Linked DNA regions of Mus musculus: all the other regions are linked to region 3. The links are chromatin contacts, called in public Hi-C and HiChIP or PLAC-seq maps. All regions are on one chromosome and are shown on one strand. Each heading gives the region's core, a stretch centred on a gene start, on an enhancer-like site or on the middle of the called end of the contact. The rest is flanking DNA. Distances are from core to core; before and after follow the strand shown. Region 1 overlaps Lrrc28 (leucine rich repeat containing 28). Region 2 overlaps Cers3 (ceramide synthase 3). Region 3 holds the start of Lysmd4 (LysM, putative peptidoglycan-binding, domain containing 4).

Region 1 (5,005 bases), core at 1,852-4,351, 370 kb before region 3:
CACATGGAGTCTTTGAAAACTGTTTGATAGGAGTAGTTTTTATAGTATCAGAAAGAGTGTTGTACCAGCTTTTAATATTCCCTTAGTTATTGCCTGTGAGTGGTTAAAGACAGTAACACAGTTTATTGTCTTAGGTCCTGAGGGCTTGCAGCCCAAGCACAGCTTAATGAGATCTTAGAAGTCTCACAAGGCTGCACTTGAGGGTAGGGTGGCTAGGGCTGTGGACCCAACTGAGGCTCAGCTGCAGAAGGAACCAGTATTTTCTGCAGATTCTTTAACACTGTGTCTTGTTCTTGAGAATGGAACAAAGATAGTTGAATTCATAGAGGGCGATTGAATATATTTAACCTTGTAATAAAGGAATTCTTGTCTGTTTTTTGGCTAATCAGCTAATATTTTGTTTAAAAAATAATGCTCATGTCATTTTTTTCTTGAGGTTTGGGGGGTGTGGTTCCAAATCTTGTTCATCCCATTCTATGGCAGTTTTGGGTCCAGATGGACACACTGGATGCTGTCGTTATTTGAGTGTCACAGATCAGCATCCTAAGCGAGCTTCAAGGTAGCCATCTTCCATCCCACTTTCTTGTCTACTATACAGGGCCATGCCGCTCTTCTTTCTGTAGATTCTTTGCTTGCTGAGTTATAAAAATGAATCCTAGAAGGTTCAGAAAACACAGCCACTTTCTCAGTGGTGCTCCCAATTTATACTCAAACAGGTTTTCTAGATTGTGCTCTAGCTTGTTCTGAAATAATCAGATGCTGTAAGGGTCCATGATTCACTGAAGATTGGTACCCAGCACTCAAATAGTATGTAAACGCAAAGAGTATCTTTCTTTGCAAACGTCCAGGATGCTGAAGTCTCTCATTATCCAGATAGAGAGACAACCAAGTGAGCTCAAAGACCTGATTTAAAGCTCATTAGGGGAGTTCTGGGGTAGGTGGGCTTTGTCTTACTCTATGTCTAAGGATGACATTCCATTACCAGGACTGGCTGGAAACTGCTGACCCATTGTCCTTGCTTCAGGCTAGGTGATGGGGCAGTTTCTGACTAGCTGCCTGAAGCCTGGGTTTTTAGCCCTAATCTCCTGAACTGCCCATTTGAAGCCTGTCATGGAGTCAGCCTGTCTCATCAGTGCAACAGCTAAAGGAATGTGTGTTTGAAAAACTTTGGGGTTCTCTTCTAGTCCACAATTTCTTTTTTCCATCTGTTGTCTCATTCTTTTTCTTACTTGAGAACTTCATGTTGAGACTGGAGTAAAGAGTATTGCTCTTACAGAAGGCTGGAGTATGATTTCCAGGACCTGGTTCAAGCAGCTCACTACCACCCTAACTCCAGCTTCAGTGGAATTGGATGTATCCAACTCCAAGGCCATGTGCACACACACAAGTGTACCACACACAGACTGCACATATGCAAGTAATTAAAAATGATAAAAAGCATGAAAAGCTTAAAGGCCAGACATAGTGTCTTACACCTCTAAACTCAAAACAGAGGCAGTTGGGTCTCTTGAGTTCAAGGCCAGCCTGGTCTACATAGTAATTCCAGAGCAGTCCATTGCACATAGAGAAACCTGTCTCAGAAAATCAATCTACTAAAGTAGTTTTGCAAGTGCAGTAATTGGTGAGGGAGTGGAAAGTGGTCCTGACTGATGACAGCACAGCGTCTCTGGGGCAGGGCAGCCAACAAGAGCCCATCAGCACTTAGAGTGGAGATGATTTATGCTTCCAAGGTTTGAACATGAGCAGGTGCATATCTCTCAGGTAGAGTACAGCTCATGTCTCCATGGTGAACCTAATGTACATAGCATAACATATTATACAAAAGGAATAGATTCTTTTCAAGCACATAGAACACTTAAAAAATCCACCAAGAAATGAAATTATACTGTCTTCTTTCCACAAGTGAGGTAATTGAGTTAATGCAAATAAGTTTCTTTAGGCTTCAGAATAAGGAAGCCACTTCTTAAATAGGATACAATGCACAGATGCAGGAAATTAATCACATGAACACTAATGTTTAAGAAACATGTTTGCTGTAGATCCCCACTTCATAAATGGCAAGTTAGTGCAGGCAACATGGTTTCTGACCCGGTTATTCTATCATTGAATAGAATATCGTTATGGTATGAAAGAGCTAATGGAAAATATGCTGTATTCTCATAGCACTTTATTAAAAAACTGGTGGTCCAGTATTGGCACAATGGCTGTAGTTGTGGAGCTCTGGCATAGGTAACTAAATAATGGAAGGTTAAAGATCTCTCTGGGAGAAGATACTTGCAATAGATGTAACTGACAAAAGGCTTTTATCCATAATGAAGTATTAGAAATAAAAATGGAAAAGACCAGCAATTTAGCTTAAAAAGAAAAAAAAATGTCAATAGACTTGGACAAGCACTTCACCAAAGAGGAGACCCAGATGGCCAGTAAGCATATGCTAATATGCTGAGCCTCCTTAGTCACCAAGGACACGCAAATTAAAGCCACAGTAAGGCTCCACTAAGTAACAACAGGGATGACTCGTAAGTGTTGGCCAAACAAGCACTGATAGGCCACAAAGCTTGTGTCGTGGATGTCTGTAGTAACAAAAGAAACTGATCCGGCAGTTACAGTGAGCAATACATTTGACTCCCAAGATGATTTTGAACAAAAGCAGCCAATCACAATGGATACAGAGTGTGTGAGTGTGAAAATTCTAACTCAAGCAAGCTCGGCCAGTCTTCACAGGGTGTCGAAAGCAAGACAAGGAAGGTGGGGCTGGGGGAGGAGACAGACACATACAGAGAAAGAATTCTAGGATTCAGCTATTAAATATGTGCTTCACATTATCCATCTGTAAATAGTTCATTACTAATTCACCTTCTTAGAGATAGGGTTCCTCTATCTCCAGTGATATGTTGGGGGTTTAACAATTTATATTATCTGATTTGGGACATAATGTTCTCTAGTGGTTCTATAATTCTGTAGAGTTCTTTTCAGTTATGTTCACGTATGTCCTGTGGTCTTGTGTGTTGCCTTTTATTCTCGCCCTCACTGCCTTTGCCCAGGCCCGGCCAGCAGTTGTCATCCTGGTCCTTTCAAGAGCCCACTTTAGTCCTTGCTGGCTTGGCCTGTGGTTTTGTTTGATGCCCTGGATTGGTTTTGCGCCTCTAACTTGTTACTTTCTTCTTGCACTTTGTGTTTGGTTTGCCTGTCTTTACTGTAACCTCTTGAGATAAAAATTTATATTATTTTTACTTCACTTTTGTTGTACACACATTTCAAAATAAAATTTCCAAGCTTTAGCTGCCTCTCATGAATTTTGATGTTGTATGTTTGGTTTATGCTAAGCCATTTCATGATTTTCTTCAGTTTTCTTGGCTCATGGATGTTTACAAGCCTGTTGTCCAGTTTGCAGGTGTTTAAAGTCTCTATTTCCTCCTTATTGTTGATTTTTTAGCTTAATGCTGTTATATATTTCTTGTTGTAGTTTACTTGAAGCCTTTAAAGATATATAGGAAATTGAGAAACTCACCCCTACAACTACAGATTTCACAGTCACAGATGAATATTGATTTTCATGTAGAAATGAGAGTTACTCATCTGTTAGGACACCTTTGTGGGAATCTGAGTTATTTATGTACACAGCTAGTGTTTTGGGTGTTGTGGAAGCTTAAGTAGAAACATCTACATCAAAGAAATGGATCGTTTTCCAGTTCTATCGTCTTCCTATAATAGGATGTCTTTGTGGCTAAACACAATTCAGTGATACAGATGTGCCGTGTGCCCTTGTCCACTCACCTGTGGATGGGCGTCCTGGCTGGTGTGAGTAGTGTAGTAGTGTACATGGGTGAACACATATCTCTGTGGGATCCTGACTTTGGGCAAAACTGGTACAACTTTGTCAGATGGTAGTTCTTTTAAAGAAGTTGTACTTTTCAGTGTGTGAGTGTATGTGTGCATATGCAGAGTCAGAGGACAGCGTGTGGAGTCTGCTCTCCTTCCATCATGTAACTCTTGGGAATTTAATTCAGGTCATTGGGCTTGGCAGCAAGCACTTTGATCCACTGAGCTATCTTCCTGAGTCTCCTGTGATCGTACTATTTTTAGGTTTTAAGGTTTTCTTTTCTTTTCTTTTTTTCTTTTCTTTTTTTTTTTTTTGAGAAATTTACACTGATTTTCATAGTTAACTATTTTAAGAAATGACAAAATACTTTAAGACAAAAATGTTAGAGGGAAAGAACAATATATAATAAGATAATAATATGTTAGGAAGACGTATCAATTATTAATGTATATGTACAATCAAGATAGGCTCTATTATGAAAGATGATGTGGTGAGGTGGTACCTGGTGGGCCCATGGCAGGGTATGTTCCTGAGTAAATATGCCCTGTGACAGACAGATCAGGTATAAAGGGGATTTGTTGGGGGAAGAGAGGGGAGTGAGGACCTGACGAAGGGTAGAGGCAGACCAGTGGACATGTACACACAGGTAGACAGACTTGAGCAGAGCCATGAGGGCAGAGAGTGGGGTGGGACAGAGAAGGACAGAAAGGAGGAGGGAGAGACTTGGGAGAGGAGAGGAGAGGAGAGGAGAGGGGAGGGGAGGGGAGGGGAGGGGAAAGGGGAGAGGGGAGAGAGGGGAGAGGGGAGAGAGAGGGGAGAGAGGGGAGAGAGGGGAGAGGGAGAGGAGAGAGAGAGGAGAGAGAGAGGAGAGAGGGGAGGGGAGGGGAGGGGGGAGGGGAGGAGAGGGAAGGAGAGGGAAGGAGAGGGGGGGGGGAGAGAGAACGCTGCAGGGGCGGGCAGTCCACACCTGGAGCACATGACAATGTGGCAGGTGATGACATAAGCAATTGCTAGGTCCCCAAGGGCAGGCCAGCAGAACATCTGAAGCTGAACATCATGGAACTGAGAGGAACCAAGGGAACTCAGTTGTAAGTGGAGATGTTAATCTTCTGTGTTGGCAGTTCGCATACAGAAAATGTGAATGCCATTGTTGTCCACCCTGAGCCAATCCTTCACCCAACA
Region 2 (4,338 bases), core at 794-3,293, 410 kb after region 3:
AAGGGTAGAGATGATGCTGAGCTACTTGGTCTCCAGTGCCTCAGGGGTAGCTCTGCCCTAGAGGATGCTGCCAGCATCCTGGGCACCTAGAGCTACTGTGTTCCTTCCTTTCTGCTATGGGTGAGTCCGTCCCACCTCAGTTTACCCCATGTGCCAGATACACATCATTTTCAGGTACCATGGGTGAAGGTTGGGGATGCTGTCTTAGGCTCTGTCTACAAGGCTGAAAGAAGCTGTGTCAACAAGAGGAAATCTTGGCATATTTCCTTCTATGAGGAAATATTCCTCATTAATGTACTGGCAAAATCCAGAGACTAGACGCTGTGTGGCTCACAGTACTCACTGCGGACAGCAAGAAGCATGAATAGGGTGGCAGGTGGGAGTGGCTAGCACCAGTACAGTTGGCTCTGAGTGAGACCCAGCAAGCTGTGACCTCAGATTGAAGTGGGAGTGGCCTTGAGGGTGGGACAAAGAGCATTTTGCTATGAAGATTCAAGTCATGGGTTCAAATGCACTTCCATGTTCCATAGGAAGTCACTAAGAAGAACTGTTCAAGGTATCAGGGACTCATCAGTGTCTGAGGAGAAGGCACCTGTCTCTAGTGAACCGCTCAACGAGGGCACTGGTGTGCTGTAGAGTAGCCACGTGGAGTTTTGAGTGTCATGGATTAAGTCTCAGGTGCCTTTCTTGGATCTCAGTTGGCTAAACTCAGGGAGGCAGGGGCTAGGGTCCTAGAAACTCAGTGGCTATGAAGCCACTGTGCCTTCTAGGTTTTACCTCTTATCTTCAGCAGGAATAAGAAGATGCAAATAGGGAAAAATAGAATGAATAAGGAAAAATAAGAAAGGACTCCCAGGAGGGTGTTTTGTTTTGTTTTGTTTTGTTTATGGGAATAGGGTGAAGAATGAAGTGTCTCTGTTGGGAGTTGGCCATCTCAGTGGTTACATTGTGGCCAAGCCAGGAAGAAGTCTGTATGCCTATGCATGTTCCCTTAGCTCAACCAGGGAGTCGTTTGTCCATTCAGCGGTGAGCTGAGCATGCTACATGGCTAGCTCATGATCTACTATGGGCCCTGCTTTCCACCTAAGGAAGCCAGCTCCCATGCCACCAGCGCTCCTTGCTGCTGAGTGGAAATGGTTGGAGAGATTCAGAGCAGCCACGGTGTGGAGAGAAATGCTAGTGGCTCAGAGTGCAGTGGTATGGCTTGAGAGGTAGGAGGGGTGTTGCATTGGAAAAACATTCTTCAAAGGCCTCTGGGATGGAAAGGGACCTTGAGGGCGTCTAGCCTAGTTTCTCTCTGAAGTTTCTGTGTTCTTTATGACAACCTGAGCAAAAGAGGTTCCCACGCCTACCTGCAGGTACACCTGCTTTGTTTTTCTTTCTCTCCCTCCCTCCCTCCCTCCCTCCCTCCCTCCCTCCCTCCCTCCCTCCCTCCCTCCTTCCCTTCCTCCCTTTCTTCCCTTCCTCCTCCCCCCCTCCCTCTGTCCCTCCCTCTCTTCTTTCTCTCTCTCTCCCTCTCTTCTTTCCTTTCTTTCTCTCTTTCTTACAGTTTTGGGGGGGGGTTTGGTGTGCTCCTTGCAGTTTTTACTTATGTTTTTTTTCAAGTTCTATCCTTTAGGCTGGTGGCAGGCAGAGTACACTTCTTTCAAACATTGTTATTTTTTTCTACATAGCTAAAGATAGCCCATTCCTCTTCCAGCTAAACATTCCCATCATTATGGTTTCGCTGTGGTGAATCCTCAGGAGATCATTCAGGGGAAGCTGCTTCTTAGTGCACTGCTGGTGAGAGACACTAGAACCTCTGAGGGGCGTGGCCTATGGAAGGTGGAGGTCTTATGACTGTCTGGTCTTAGACCTTCAGCTTCAGAATCATAAACTAAATAAACCTCTTTCCTTTATCAGGAACCCAGTCTTGGGCACCTGTTATAGCCCTGGAGAACAGACTCACACAGCATTTCCTTCCCCTGCTGCTCATATGACACCTTACCTACCCTGCACTGCACAGTGCACAAGTATAGTCTCATCTCTCTGTCACTCTGAGACATCAAGCTTCTTCACTACCCACTGGGTTACAAATCACATCTGAGCAGCCATACCTCTGGCTTCATTATTGCTATAATTTTAATACATTTTGGTTCAAGAATGTCTATGTTTTTATTAATTAATTGTACATACTATTAGTTAAGGCCTGATCTGTATTCCTCAAAAAAATGTCTGCAAGCAAAACAACCCAAACAAACTTGATGCCGAGGAACAGAGAAACCCTACACATCAGTGCAACAGATACAATAACGCTCACTTCTAGCCGATGACTCATCTCTACCCGCAGGGCTTCCTCACTCTCCCGGAATGACATCTGCAGCCGCAGCATCAATAAAACTGTGGCTGCGTGTTTGAAGCACTGTAACTAAACTCTATGCCTGGGAATCTGTGGCTTTGCAGTAATGTCAGGAGCCCAGGAGGCTGCTTTGTGAATGACTCCACGTCTCAAGCCGCACTTGGCAGTGAAACAAAGAGCACTATAATAAGCACTTTATGCTATTTTAAAAGCAAACTTTTAGCTCTCACTGTATTGAAAAAAAATGCACATTCAGGCAAAGAGGTCAATGTTCTAAGCTACTAGCAAAATACCTCCCTTTCTGTTGTAATAATTCTCATCATCCAAGTTGACAAGGTTGCAGGAAAGACAGACCATTGTAGTCTTGCTTCTCATATTTCTCCTCAGCGGCACTGCACTGCATTTCATTGGGTTCTTTCAACCCTGGCCACAAATGGACATTTGGTTTTCGGTGATGTGGAATTTTCTAGATCACACTGTGGTTGAGGATGCTCCACAGATGCGCAAACCACAAAGGTTCCGGTGAGCCCTGGGGTGCTGTGTTCCTTACAGCCTTTGGGCAGTAACAATGTTGATGGTCACAGATGCTACTTTGGCTACCAAGGCTGTCTGCTAAGCCACAAACTCTCCCTAGATTGTTTTTCTCCATAGAAAGAAAATATTGAAGCCAGAGTCACCTGGGCCCTTTTGTGTTTTTCTGATTTCAAATTATCTTTTTTTCTTAGTTGTGATTTCCTATATTTCTTTATAAACGGTATAGTCCATGGAGGAAATATAGACTCAGAACCATGATTCACTTTATAGAATAAGTGGCTCTAAGACGAATTAATAAACTAGTCACGCTGGTTCTCAGGGTTTTATCACTGTGAAGAGACAACACGACCACAGCGACTCTTTTGTTTGTTTGTTTTGCCTTGTTTTGTTTTTCAAGACAGGGTTTCTCTGTATAGCCCGGGCTGTCCTGGAACTCACTATGTAGACCAGGCTGGCCTCGAACTCAGAAATCCGCCTGCCTCTGCCTCCCAAGTGCTAGGATTAAAGGTGTGCACCACCAGTCATGGTGGTTCTCACCTGTAATCCCAGGTCTCAGTAGGCAGAGGCAGGAGGATCACAGTGTTTACAGCCAGTCTGGGACACACAGGGAGTTCAAGGCTAGCCTTGGCTACAGAGTCAATTCAAGACCAGCTTGGACTACAGGGTAAGACTATCCCACAAATAAACAACAATCGTCATTTCCTGAAGTGATGACACTTTGTGTTGTTGAGAGCTCTCTCTTTTACACTCCTCTTTCCTGCTCTCTCTCAGTCTGCATTCCGAGAACTTTATCCTTGTGAGTTTTACTCCTCTGGAACATGACAGTGTTGCTTTTTTCCCCAAACTTCCAGACTGGAGGAACAGCTGAAGCTGAGTGACCCACACGACAGAAGCCTAAGGGAGAAATGGCTTGAATTCTCAGAAGGAGTGGCAGCAATGGAAAGTCATCCATGGAGACCTCTCTGTGGTGGAGGAGGACCCAGGACTCTCTCTGTTCAGCCTAGGATGTAAATCAGAGTCACTTCTGCTGAGGGAGGAGGCTGACTGTCAAGGCTTCCAGTGTCTGGGTCCTACCTACCTCATTTGTCTTGCTGATGTAGCTGGCCTGCTTTGGGGTCTGGCTGGAAGCATTTTTCTTTTTCTTTTCCTTTTTCTTTTCCTTTTTCTTTCTTCCTTTTCTTCTTTCTTCCTTCCTTCCTTCCTTCCTTCCTTCCTTCCTTTCTTTCTTCCTCCTTCCTTCCTTCCTTCCTTCCTTCCTTCCCTCCTTTTCTCCTTTTCTTTTGTCATCCTAATGCACTGAGGTCCACATAGCCCATTAATCTGGAATTCTAGCATTCTCATAGTATGAGCAGCATACCTTATTGTATGATGTTCTTAAATACGAGTAGATTAAAAATATGAGTAGACTACATCAGGAGCTTGGTGCTGTAGCTCAGTGGAGGGCACCTATCTGGCATGCATGAAAC
Region 3 (4,493 bases), core at 1,728-4,227:
TGACCAGACAAGCTCACCAAAGCCCAAGCTGGCTCTGGGCACACGTGGGGTCTCTGCCACCTGAGAGCTTCCTCACAATGCTCCCTCACACTTTCCCAGAAGCAGGGCAGGCACAGGAACTTATTCCCCGGTTAGAAGTTAATTCAGTTTGGGGAGATGAAACCTCTCATGAGAAGTGAGCTAGGCAATCAGCCACCAGCCAGGAGTTTCGGGTTGAGTTGGTTTTTTTGTTTTGTTTTTTTGTTTGTTTTCTCCAGACTAAGGTTGTGGGACTGTGACTGTGGATTTTTATCAAGTAACACAAAACTTCTAACAGAAAAGGAGGAATGGGAAGCCAAATTTTAAATTCCCCTCACGCTACTTGGGAAAAACTTCTCTAAGTGTAAGTACGGCCCACGGAGCTGACGGTGCAAGTCCATCGTGTGTGCGATCGCTTTACTCAGCAGCCACTTTAGAGTCTTACTCAACCGGCTTATAGGACGCTTCTCTCTTGCTCTGAAACCAACAAACAGGAGGAGCTTGACAGCTTCCATTCTTTGTGTACTACATGAACAGCACATGTATTCTCCTCCCATAGGAACTGGACTACTTACTGGAGACACTAAATACCCACTCTGGGTTTCTTAGGGACTGTCATTCTGACATGACATGAACAGTAAGTCTATCTTTCAAGACTTTGTTGGGAAGGTTTTTTGTTTGTTTGTTTGTTTTTTGTCCATGGTCTATAAAGCATATGTTATGCCTAGAGAAGCAGATTATAACACCCAAATGCAAAGGCCAGTGCAATGTTAAGATGCTATGTGTCCCTGGAGACGAGCCTCTATTTGGGAAAGACTCCCACACCCACACAGTCTTTTTGCTCATTTGGATCTTTTTAGATAAACCACAGACAATTTTTAGGAGGTAAAGTTGTTTGTTTGTTTTTTAATTGTGTAGCTGATGCAAGCTTGGTGAAAGCTTCTGCCAGTATATAGCATGATTATAGCATGTACTATATAGCATGTATATAGCATGTATACAGCATGTATATAGCATGTATATAGCATGGAGTCAACAGCGGGAAACAGACTGTTTCAATGCGGGAGAAAAGAGCGATTCCAGAAACGCTTTCCAACTTACTTTGCCACTGTTAATCACTCTGAGTGCTAAAAACATAATTAAAGAGAAAGATAAGGTTATACAAACGCACAGCACAGGGGCCAGACCATGCAGTTCTACTAGGGAGAAGAGAGAAAACTCTACTAGTCAGATTAGCTACTGGCAAGCAAAGGTCAGAAAATACAAGTAGTGAGAGAAGCATGCCACAGAAACGTGTGGACTCCGCCTACCATCTCCAGCCCTAAGACCTTAAATCCAGTGTGCTCAGAGGCCACACTGTTTCATAGTGTCCCTGTGGAGGACACAGGACAAGCACACCCTGAACTGAGGTGCCCAACTAACTGACCCTTCCTGAGCCCAGAGTTCTGAATGAAGGGTACCTCCACCAGCTTCCAGCCCTGGCTAGGGAGGACTCTAGTCGCCTATGGGGGTCAGGAAGGTCCTATAGTGACCCCCGCCTATAGTGGACCCCCTCCCCCCCCCCCGTGCCTCTCTCAACCCTGGAGGGCAGAGGGACTGAGGTCAGCTTACTTTGCAGCCATACTGGAGAGCCAGCTTGTTGAGGCTGTCTTCCTGAGCCAGCTCCCGCTGCAGCAGAACCATGGTGCCTGCTCCTGGCCGTTGGCTGCTGTTCTTCTGGTGCTCCTTGCCCCGGGGTCGTAACACCACCTGATGTGACTCTTCCTCAGAGGAGTCCCCAGAGTCCCCGCTGCCATTGTTGAACATGTAAACGTGGCTGTTTGGAGTCCTGCAGACAGCAGCTGGACCTTGGAAGCTCTTGGCTAACACTTCCTTCTGCCTCATTTTCTCTTAACTGAAAATCAGACCTGGAGTTAATTCCACACAAATGCTATTCATTTTCCTCTGGCTTCCTAAAGAGGACTGTCTCGTTAGTAACTTCCTAATATTGCCAATATCAAACAAACAGCATCAGGACAGAAGGACATCCTCACACCTGTCCACCTGATACTGACACAGAATAAGATCATACTTTCCCTAAGTGCTTACTGTGTGCAAAAAAGATTCCCCACCCTTCTTCCCCACCCCCAGCTGTGCTTCCCCTAGCCCACAGAAGAAACCACTGTGTCTCAGCACTGTGTGAGGTGACAACTGTTCTCAGCTCTCTGACACTGAGAATCTTACACTTAGAATCTTTGGACAAAAACCTCATTAGGCATCCCAAGGTGTCTTCAGGGGAAAGGACAGAAGCTGGGAACAACCATAGTTCTCTTATTTTGACCCTGGCTGACGTGACCTAATTGATGAGCAATGGAAAAACCTATCAAATTTCAATTTGTCCGTTTCTCACAGTCATTCTGGACTCATTTCACCCCCACGGTCCCCTTATTGCCACCTGGAGTCAAACGCCAGAGCCACAACCAACCTTTCCCTTCCAAATGGCTGGAATGAGACTCCAGGCATTCCTGGCGGTCCCTTCTGCATGGCCCTTTAAGGGAACAGCCAACCTCAGGTATCTCCCTCTGGTCTCAAATTCTGAGCCCCTGGCACCCGGGGCGGCCAAAAGAGGCCTCAGTTTCCCTCCAATGACAGGTGGGCTGTCATTAAGCAGGAGACAAAACAAATTTCAGACGTCCCCGCCCCTGGGCCTAAACAGGCCCGGCCCCAACTTTCCAAAGAATACACATCCTGCCACTCCCGCAAGCCGGCACCAGCCCTCTGTGGACACAGGCACTGGCCCTGGATTGGCAGCCCTCCACTGAGCCCACAGTGACAGGGCCAGAAGCCCTGGCCCCCCAAGTCAACCCAGCAGACCCTGCTCCAGGTTCGGGTACCTCGCTCCCAGGCTTCACCGCCACCGCGCCCGCCGATTGGCTGCAAAAAGCAGGTCTTCCGGGGGCGGGGACTAAGAGCCAACCAATGACTTCAGAGGAGGGCGGGCCCTGGCAGAGCCGGGAGGTGCTGAGAGGTCAGAATGAGGGCGGGCCCTGATGGGCGGGGCTCCAGCGTGGACCCTGGACTTGTGCTCCTATGTCATTTATCCCAGCTGTTCCCGGTTTCCCCTTCTGAGCCAGGTATCTTGGCCTCCTCGGTGGCCACAGCTTTCTGCTAAGCCTCGGTCTTCTTCCCGGCAGGAGAGACCTTTGACCCATGTGCGTCCTGATCCGTGGCCAGGAGCGTACCCAGTACGGCGGTGCGCCACTCGAGAGGCCTGACCCAGGTAGCCTCAACCTGAATCTTCGACCCAGTATCCTTTGAGGGGCCGAATGGTTGCCAGCCCCTGCCCAGAGATAAACAGAAGTCCAGGGATGTGAAATGTTGCCCTGACAACACAGACCAGAATTGGATAAAGGAGAATATGTATCATCTGGCCAGCCAGAGCGTCCCTGCTATTTGGAAAAGGGCGGAGAACCTGTGGCATTGTTTTGTAACCAAGATTAAAATCCTTAATGGAGTAAGACTCATCCAATGAATAAGGAAGAAACTAAGTGTCGTGGGCAGGCATTACACCAAAGAATGCAGATGGCTGGCCGCTGAACCAAGGTGCTAAGCCTGTCTGGGAATCAACATTGAAACAAGAGCCCAGAAATTCTTCCTATGATTTAGAATAAAACTAAAAGTCTTACTCTAAATGTCTAAGGCCAGGAAAGCACCAGGTCATGGCCCTCTCTGCTAGCCACAGGACTCTTCTTTCTGGCTTTAAACATCTGTTTAAACATTTGTTTACTTTGCCCCCCAACCCAGGAGGTGAGCCTCGCTAATATACCCAGCACATGTGTTTCCCACTGAGGTATTTGTGGTTTGTGACAGTTTACAGGCTTGGATGAGGCTGCCTGAGAAGTATGAACGCTATGTCCCACCTATCAGAGTGGGCCAGGTGCCCAGCCACATGAACAGGTCCACTGATCTGATCCCAAGTTAGTGGAGACCCACCCCATCACCAGAGGTATCCACTCGGATATCCTTCAACCCTTGTCAAACATGTTGTCCCCTCCCAAGTCCAGCCTTCTCCTGGGATAGAGGATGCAAGGTAGCAGGGGCCAACTATTTAGCTTTCTGAATATGGCTCTGAACTCCAGGGCTAAGCAGAACTGCCATGGAATGTCGAAAGTTTTGTCTTTTAATTTTTTATTTCTTTTAAAGAGTCTAAGCCAAGCCCTTCACAAGGGCACTGACCCAGTCCCCTCTTTAAGGCTCCACCTTAAAAGCTCACTTCAGAGGGTAGGGTTTCAACAGGAAGGAAAGGGGACACAAGTCAGTCTATGGCAAGCCTGAATATGAATTCCTTTCGTGGAAAATGAATGTTTATGCTTCTCATTGTAGCCAGCTTTCCCCTCTTACCTCATGAGCTGTGTGTGCTGAACACTCACCAGGGATCATCCCAGCAACATTTGGTCTTCAGACTAGCAGGGATTATATCAGATCCCAGTCTATAG

The links. Hi-C and Micro-C count contacts between places; a contact is called where the count stands out from the background. HiChIP or PLAC-seq counts read pairs in DNA pulled down with a chosen protein or histone mark.
Region 1: a contact with region 3 is called in an H3K4me3 HiChIP or PLAC-seq map of stem cell-derived neural progenitor cells, with 5 times the contacts expected there. The contact joins the enhancer-like site here to the promoter of Lysmd4 in region 3. A contact is called at or near these places in 20 of 39 promoter capture datasets (the 3T3-L1 cell line, the C10 cell line, the HPC-7 cell line and 13 more), 1 of 15 datasets of contacts at CTCF or cohesin (large pre-B cells), 1 of 484 Hi-C or Micro-C datasets (bone marrow-derived macrophages), 10 of 115 datasets of contacts at active chromatin or transcription factors (SST interneurons, bone marrow-derived macrophages, cardiomyocytes and 7 more) and 5 of 9 other capture datasets (adipose tissue, embryonic stem cells, liver and 2 more).
Region 2: a Hi-C map of neural stem cells shows a contact between it and region 3, with 5 times the contacts expected there. The contact joins the enhancer-like site here to the promoter of Lysmd4 in region 3. A contact is called at or near these places in 12 of 39 promoter capture datasets (the 3T3-L1 cell line, 3T3-L1-derived adipocytes, the C10 cell line and 8 more), 1 of 15 datasets of contacts at CTCF or cohesin (pro-B cells), 7 of 484 Hi-C or Micro-C datasets (B cells, bone marrow-derived macrophages, hematopoietic stem and progenitor cells and 3 more), 9 of 115 datasets of contacts at active chromatin or transcription factors (T-cell acute lymphoblastic leukemia, cardiomyocytes, craniofacial prominence and 6 more) and 2 of 9 other capture datasets (liver and macrophages).

The regions. Positions count from the first base shown.
Region 1 is chr7:67,586,532-67,591,536 of GRCm38.p6, reverse strand. All of the region lies in intron 5 of Lrrc28 (leucine rich repeat containing 28), which reads left to right. Among named protein-coding and RNA genes, the nearest start is that of Gm23233, 18 kb to the right of the region's middle. Within about 2 kb of position 3,101, at least 13 of the 459 cell types and tissues checked have an H3K27ac peak or open chromatin away from gene starts, as enhancers often do. A contact at or near this core is called in stem cell-derived neural progenitor cells, where this site is marked.
Region 2 is chr7:66,811,011-66,815,348 of GRCm38.p6, reverse strand. The region is part of intron 10 of Cers3 (ceramide synthase 3); the gene reads right to left. Among named protein-coding and RNA genes, the nearest start is that of Adamts17, 27 kb to the left of the region's middle. Within about 2 kb of position 2,043, at least 51 of the 459 cell types and tissues checked have an H3K27ac peak or open chromatin away from gene starts, as enhancers often do. A contact at or near this core is called in neural stem cells, where this site is marked.
Region 3 is chr7:67,221,028-67,225,520 of GRCm38.p6, reverse strand. Lysmd4 (LysM, putative peptidoglycan-binding, domain containing 4) reads right to left here and starts at 2,977. Exons shown (of 3, transcript NM_175215.4): 1 at 2,892-2,977; 2 at 1,630-1,912. The coding sequence starts at 1,902. It overlaps 1700112J16Rik (RIKEN cDNA 1700112J16 gene), which reads left to right and starts at 3,063. Exons shown (of 3, transcript NR_131044.1): 1 at 3,063-3,277.